Linked DNA regions of Macaca mulatta: region 1 is linked to region 2. A link is a contact called in public Hi-C data. All regions are on one chromosome and are shown on one strand. Each heading gives the region's core, a stretch centred on a gene start, on an enhancer-like site or on the middle of the called end of the contact. The rest is flanking DNA. Distances are from core to core; before and after follow the strand shown. Region 1 holds the start of VPS45 (vacuolar protein sorting 45 homolog). Region 2 has its middle 33 kb from the start of PLEKHO1.

Evidence for each region. A called contact is a pair of places that touch in the nucleus more often than the background predicts.
Region 1: a Hi-C map of fetal cortex germinal zone shows a contact between it and region 2, with 4 times the contacts expected there. The contact joins the promoter of VPS45 here to the enhancer-like site in region 2. A contact is called at or near these places in 5 of 14 Hi-C or Micro-C datasets (CD4 T cells, fetal cortex germinal zone, fetal cortical plate and 2 more).

What each region holds. Positions count from the first base shown.
Region 1 is chr1:117,080,619-117,084,210 of T2T-MMU8v2.0, forward strand. It overlaps VPS45 (vacuolar protein sorting 45 homolog), which reads right to left and starts at 1,973. Exons shown (of 14, transcript XM_077948649.1): 1 at 1,749-1,973; 2 at 582-716. The coding sequence starts at 701. It also overlaps a transcript of PLEKHO1 not described here and a transcript of OTUD7B not described here.
Region 2 is chr1:116,960,798-116,964,323 of T2T-MMU8v2.0, forward strand. No RefSeq gene overlaps it. Among named protein-coding and RNA genes, the nearest start is that of PLEKHO1, 33 kb to the right of the region's middle. Within about 2 kb of position 2,099, at least 7 of the 40 cell types and tissues checked have an H3K27ac peak or open chromatin away from gene starts, as enhancers often do. A contact at or near this core is called in fetal cortex germinal zone and fetal cortical plate, where this site is marked.

The DNA of each region.
Region 1 (3,592 bases), core at 723-3,222, 120 kb after region 2:
AGAAAAAAAACCAGTGAACAGGAATGAGCATGTAAAATTGCTCATTCCAACAGTAGCCCAGCTGGCTACAGAGGAGCAGCAGACCTAGGACACAGGAAGGCTAGATACATATGGGCAAATGAAACCAACAAAGGAGGGCTTTAACTGCTGGGCTAAATATAGATTTAATCATGGAAATAACATCAAACCACCAGAAGTTTCTGAGCATAAATGTGAATAAAGTGGTAAAGATTCAAGACACTCATAGCTGTATACGAAATTAAGTGTTGATGGTGTTCAATGTGACAGATACGGAGGTTAATCCAGGAATAAAGTAATGTGGGTCTCTGTTAAGAGTAGTTCATTAGTGGCAATGGGAATAGCTGTGAACCTAAAAGACATCTTGAAGGAAGAATTGGCTGTAAGGGGTCAACTGAAATATGGAAACAAAACAAGAAAAATGAAGGTTATAATACTGATGAACCAGGATAATTATGATGCCACAAATTATGAAAATACAAATTTATTTTGCCTTCTTAATGCTTTCAGATTAGAGTGTGCTGCATCTGCCTGGGCAGATGGAAACTCAGTTTATGCAGTACCTTTGTAGGTCGAAGAAAACAAATTGCCTTCAGGTGTTTCATGATCTCTCGATTTTGAGAATCAATGCGTTCAAAGAGGTACACTTCTTTCTGTAGAATCTCCGATTGTGTGTATACCATACTCACTATGCCAGTCTGTAAAAACAAAGGATTAACTAAAAGTATGCTAGTCTAGAATAATAAAAACAAGTAGCATATCTAAGCCTCTTTTTTCATTAATACTTAGCTGGATAACTTAAATAGTAATATACGTAATAACATTTACTGAACATCCAAACAGGTAGGTAACATACAAGAACGAAAAATACGCTCTCTCCTTTCAGCTGAAGTGTCAAGGTTAAAAACAAAAAACAAAGAAAAAACATGCTCTTTTTGAACTGGAACAATCCATACATTTCCAAAAATATTTTTTTCTATCACCTTAAAGAATTTTGTTTTCTGGTCTGTGGCCAACAAATAACCTGTCAGTTCAGCTTGAGCTCCAACAGCTTTACTTTTAAAACGCAATGTTGAGTGGAAACAGTAGGCCCATCCCAAAGTCTTCCAAGTGCTCTAACATATTAATGATTTATTGGCAGAGACATTTATTAAAAGATTTCTGATTCCAATAAATTGTTTCGGGTAGAAGCAGTCTCTGGGCAGTGGCTGGAGCCATTTAGACTGAAAAACCCACCGGGCAAGCTTTATACAACTTTTCAATTCCACACAAACTGACCCTTATTTTCATATCTTTAATTAAATGCTAAATCCTACTGTGGAATGGGACCAGCTATTGTAAGGTTGAGAGGGTTCCTTGACAAATGCTGAGCAAAAGCAAACTCACCGTCTCTTTATCCATCAGAAGTACTTTCATACCAGGCCCGCTGTCCTCTATCATTTTGGAAATGTACTGCTTCACAGCAAAAACCACGTTCATGGCGGCGAATTGACAAGTATCCCACAGCCCTTCCCGCCCCCTTTTCTGTCTAAATTAACCCCCGGTCTGTTGGCGGGGTCTCAGCTGCTTCCTCCCAGCCGGGCTTCGGCTTCCGGGAGTCCGGGCAACCACGGTGCTGGGAGTTGTAGTTCCGCTGGAGTGTACGGGGCACCAAGCCTATCCCGGGGATGGAAAAATCCGGCGGAGATGCCCTGGGCTGTTGCCACGCGCGGGCGCTATTCTCCTCCCACCTGCGGCCTGCATATGCCTGAGGCCCGGACTCTCAGACCTCTATTGCCCTTTGGTCCTGGAGGCCCAGCCGCAGCCTGAAGCCCAAGAGAGTGGAGCCTCGCGAAATGAGGAACCTGGCACAAGGTTTGCTTGGAAGCAGGAACGACGGAGCGTGGCCGTGGTCCCTATTTGCCATTAACGCTTTCTTGCATGGCAGTGAGAGATGAGGGCAAGGGAGGTGGCATAATGCTCCCGGCCACTTGGGACTCGGAGAGACGGCATTTAATAAATCACACGCGGTATCTGCGAAACAGTGGTCGAGATTCGTCTTCCCGGCTTCACTGGGTCAGTAATAGGCGGGAACAGTGCCCCTGTGTTGAGGCTGCAGAGGCCCGAATTGGTTTTCCCAAGACAGAGGGGCATATGAAATTGAACATGAATGAATGAACAAAGGGAACGCGTTTTAGGGATGTTTTTGAGGAGAGGCCTGAGGTTCTCCAGGAGGGTCTGCAGCGCGGGTCGGCCGTGGGGGCTCTCAGCCAGCGTGACCACCGGACCTGCAAGCGTACCCCTGCCCCACCCCCGGCTCGGCGCTCTGAGCAATCGGACTCTGCCAGCTCCAACTCCGGCGGGGCGCGGGTCACCCGCGACGCTGAAACTGCAGGCAAGAGCGGAGTTGACTGGGTCCTTTGAAATGGGTAGGGGACATGTATCCGGTAGAACTAAAACAAACTAGCGTGGGGATTTGAAGCCAAAACCTTCAAGTTTTTATTGAATCTTAAAACCATCAACTTCCAAATGTCTACATTTGTGTTTACACCACACAAGTCTCCCCTCTATCATGGCATTTGTCGAAAAGGAGGGTAGATGTTTGTTTTTCGCACCTTTACTTTGGGGAATTGTAAAATCAGGAAGATAATAAGAAACAACTGTTAGAAATCAGTAACTAAAAATGCTTATGAATATTTTCACCAAAATAATGACCAGTGTTTGTGAGGTCAATAGATTCAGGATTACCAAATAAATTCTTTCATTATATTGTAAGAAGTACACAATTGAAATAGACCAGTAGCACTTTAACGTTAATCTTCTTAAGATTATGCAACATCATATACAATTTTCAAATCCCTTAAGGGAGATCAGAAACTACTGAAATATAAGAGATTTTTGTCACCTCTGAAATTGTGAAGAATATGTTTTTATTTTTTTCAGCTTTTCTACCAAGTAAATAAAGCTTCCATTTAGGCATTTTACTAATTTTTAGATGTGTTTTGAAAGAAAAGTCTTAAGTTATATATTAAAGTGAAAATGTGAATCTTTAAATGGATACAAGTAAGAAAAACTAATGTTATATGAATCTTCCATTCTTATCAATTTAAATGTTCATATCTTACAGAAAACGTGGAAACCATGCTAATGAAAATCCTGTAAATCCTGTAAATTACTGATATTTGAAAATTCACCTCCAATCTCCCATGTCACTTGGTTTTTATTTTTCCTACCTATAATTTAGACTGCAGTATAGAAGACTTTTTCCCCCATTTTCTGTGCTTTTTTAAGAAAGAAGGAGATAAAGACTTGTCTATGAAATTTGTGCCTTTTTATTTTTATTTTTTATTTTTTTTATTTTTTTGAAATTTGTGCCTTTTTAAACAATAGTCAATTTGTAAGCAATATATGGAAAGAATCTGCATCCTTTTGATGATTTATACTTGGACACATAACTTTTTGAGGGAGGAGGAAAATACCTACTTGACAGCTTACTAATTCACTCCATTTTCCATAAAATGTAATTGATGTCAGTGGCAGTGATATTTTATACATTGAGTGATAAGATATGGAACATAAACATTTTGAACAAAAT
Region 2 (3,526 bases), core at 849-3,348:
AAAGACTAGGAAAATAACAGACTCGTATAATTTTTTAACTTCCTTTCAAGATCTTTTTTTTTTTTTCAGACGGAGTTTCGCTGTTGTTGCCCAAGCCAGAGTGCCATGGCGCAATCTCAGCTCACTGCAACCTCCCGCTCCCAGGTTCAAGCAGTTCTCCTGCCTCAGCCTCTAGAGTACCTGGGATTACAGGCATGTGCCAACACGCCTGGCTAATTTTTTGTATTTTTAGTAGAAGCGGAGTTTTACCATGTTAGCCAGGCTGGTCTCGAACTCCTGACCTCAATTGATTCGCCCGCCTCAGCCTCCTAACATGCTGGGATTACAGACACGAGCCACTGCTCGGTCCAAAATCTCTTTTATTTATTTATTTATTTATTTATTTATTTTGAGACGGAGTCTTGCTCTGTCGCCCAGGCTGGAGTATAGTGGCGCAATCTCGGCTCACTGCAACCTCTGCCTCCCAGGTTCATGCCATTCTCCTGCCTCAGTCTCCCGAGTAGCTGGGACTACAGGCGCCTGCCACCACGTCTGGCTAATTTTTTTTTGTATTTTTAGTAGAGACGGGGTTTCACCATGCTAGCCAGGATGGTCTCGATCTCCTGACCTCGTGATCCGCCCATCTCGGCCTCCCAAAGTGCTGGGATTAGTTGTGAGCCACTGCACCCGGCCCAAGATCTCTTTTAAATACCCAAGAATAAGTCATCTAAAAAATGCAAGTGTTGGTCACTGGCTTTTATTGGTCACTGACTTTTCTGCCCTCTACTAGAATACAGAGTCCATAAAGACAGCAATTTTTGTCTACTTTTGTTGTTACTTGTAAAAATGCCTAGCATGTAGTAGATGCTCAAGGAATATTTATTAGTTGAATGAATTTGAAGAACTCCACTCATCTGGATGAAAACTTGAAATTCACTGAACTATTTGGACATAATACATTAATATTTAACAATACTGTATTTGGAATTATGGAAGACACTTCCTGTTTTCTTTTCTTTTCTTTTTTTTTTTTTTTTTGAGATGGAGTTTCGCTCTTATTGCCCAGGCTGTAGTGCAGTGGCTCAGTCTTAGCCCAATGCAACCTCTGCCTCCTGGGTTCAAGCGATTCTCCTGCCTCAGCCTCCCGAGTAGCTGGGATTACAGGTGTGGACCACCACGCCTGGCTAATTTTTTGTATTTTTGGTAGAGATGGGGTTTCACCATCTTGGCCAGGCTGATCTTGAACTCCTGACCTCATGATCCGCCCGCCTCGGCCTCCCAAAGGGCTGGGATTGCAGGCGTGAGCCACTGTGCCCAGCTAAAAAGGTTTTTAAAAAATTACTTTATTGAGGTAAAATTCACGTGTGAAAATATTTCTATTTTTACATTTTGGAAGGCTGTATTATTTGATTGGGAAAAGATAGATGGGCTGTGCATGTTTATTTTTTGTTTTTGAATTTTTTTGTTACTCCATACCCTGAAGAGTCCCTTATTGTTGATTCCCAGGGCTGAGGACTGATATATTTTTTTTTTTTTAATTAGTGCTGGTTTCTATGGGATGCAAACTTTTCTCTAATAGCTGAAAGCAGAGGCTTCTGGGTGCTTTCAAATTTCTTCTTTCTTCACGGTGTTAAAAGAGCGCCTTGCCTCCTCTGTGTGTCGTTAGGCGTACTGGAGTGCAGAATAGAAAATGCAAAGCAAGACAGCCGTACAGGCGGTTTTTCTTTTTAAAGGAGTTGATAGACAAATGGCACAGAGTTCACTGTTCTCGCCAGCTGAGAGTTTAGCTTCCAGAAAGCACTACTTTAGGGAACAAGTGAAGCAGTGTGGAGGGCCTGAAAGGCTTCATTGACACAGCAGCCGGGAGGCTCTTGTAGCACATTGTGTGGGGTGCGGTGCCTTCGGAAACCAGCTCTCGAGATGTCTACACCCCCAACATCCCCAACGCTGAAAACATTAGGGTTTTTTTTTTTTTTTTTTGGTTGTTTTTTGTGTGTTTTGTTTTTTGCCATTATACTTGGTTTTCCAAGTGAGATTCCTGGAAAGGTATTTGCTTTTATTTGTTTTTGTTTATTAGTTTCCTCTGGGTGTCAGTCAGTTCTTCGCATGGTCACTTGGCTTACTTGGTAGGAACATGAGGGATCCGGGTGGTGGGGCCGAGGCAGTTTCCCCAACAAATCACTGGTACAACATGAATACACGTGTTTGTTTTCTGAATGAGAATCTAAGTGCTGCCACCAAAAAAGGTGTACTGGGGTAGGAGAAATAAGGTTAATTTGAAGCCGGCAATTGAAATCATTATTGATAGTTTCCTAGTTTTCCTGAAGGTTCATCTGGAGAGATGGAAGTCTAAGCTAAGGAATAATAGAACTGTACCAGTGAAGTTGTAGAATCACTTGCAGGCTCTGAGGGTCTGTCCCAGGGAAGACCCAATGATCCGTGGCGTGTTGGTTTGGTATAGAAAGGCCAGGGCCGCCGGGCGCGGTGGCTCAAGCCTGTAATCCCAGCACTTTGGGAGGCTGAGACGGGCGGATCACAAGGTCAGGAGATCGAGACCATCCTGGCTAACACGGTGAAACCCCGTCTCTACTAAAAAATACAAAAAACTAGCCGGGCAAGGTGGCGGGCGCCTGTGGTCCCAGCTACTCCGGAGGCTGAGGCAGGAGAATGGCGTAAACCCGGGAGGCGGAGCTTGCAGTGAGCTGAGATCCGGCCACTGCACTCCAGCCTGGGCGACAGAGCCAGACTCAGTCTCAAAAAAAAAGAAAAAAAAAAAAAAGAAAGGCCAGGGCCAGGCAAGCTCTTCATCCGTGGTTTTTATTTAGGTATTAATAGAGCTCCTAGTATGTGTCTGGCCTTGAGAAGGGATGTGGCTTGTGTTCCTGCACTTTGAGGGGTTTCGAGTCATAAACCCATAGACCATGGAAGATCCTTAGAGATCGGCAGTCCTCCTCTTACTCTGTGGGGAGCACTGAGGCCCAGAACGTTGGCTTGCTCAAGGTTACACAGAGAGTTAGTGGTGGCCTCTTGAGAGGCCAGAGTTTTTTTTTGAGACAGAGTCTCGCTCTGTTGCCTAGGCTGGAGTGCAATGGCCTGATTCCGGCTCACTGCAACCTCCGCCTCCCAGGTTCAGGCGATTCTCATGCCTTAGTCTCCCGAGTAGCTGGGATTACAGGCACCTGCCATGACGCTCGACTAGTTTTTCTATTTTTAGTAGAGACAGGGGTTTCACCATGTTGCCCGGGCTGGTCTCGGACTCCTGAGCTCAGGTGATCCACCCGCCTCAGCCTTCCAAAGTGCTGGGATTACGGGCATGAGCCACTGCGCCTGGCCTAGAAGCCAGATCTTTTTACTCCCAGTTTTATATTTTTCCATTCAACTTCCATTGAAAATGCCTCATAGTTGTTAGAGAACAGTTCAAGAGAATATATAATTCAGTGTTAAAATCGAATAATCAACTGCTACTGCATAGGGGGAGAGTTCATTGTTCACTGGAGCTATCTGGAAGTGTGACAGATTTTGAAGAATGGGAATGGTGTGGACATTC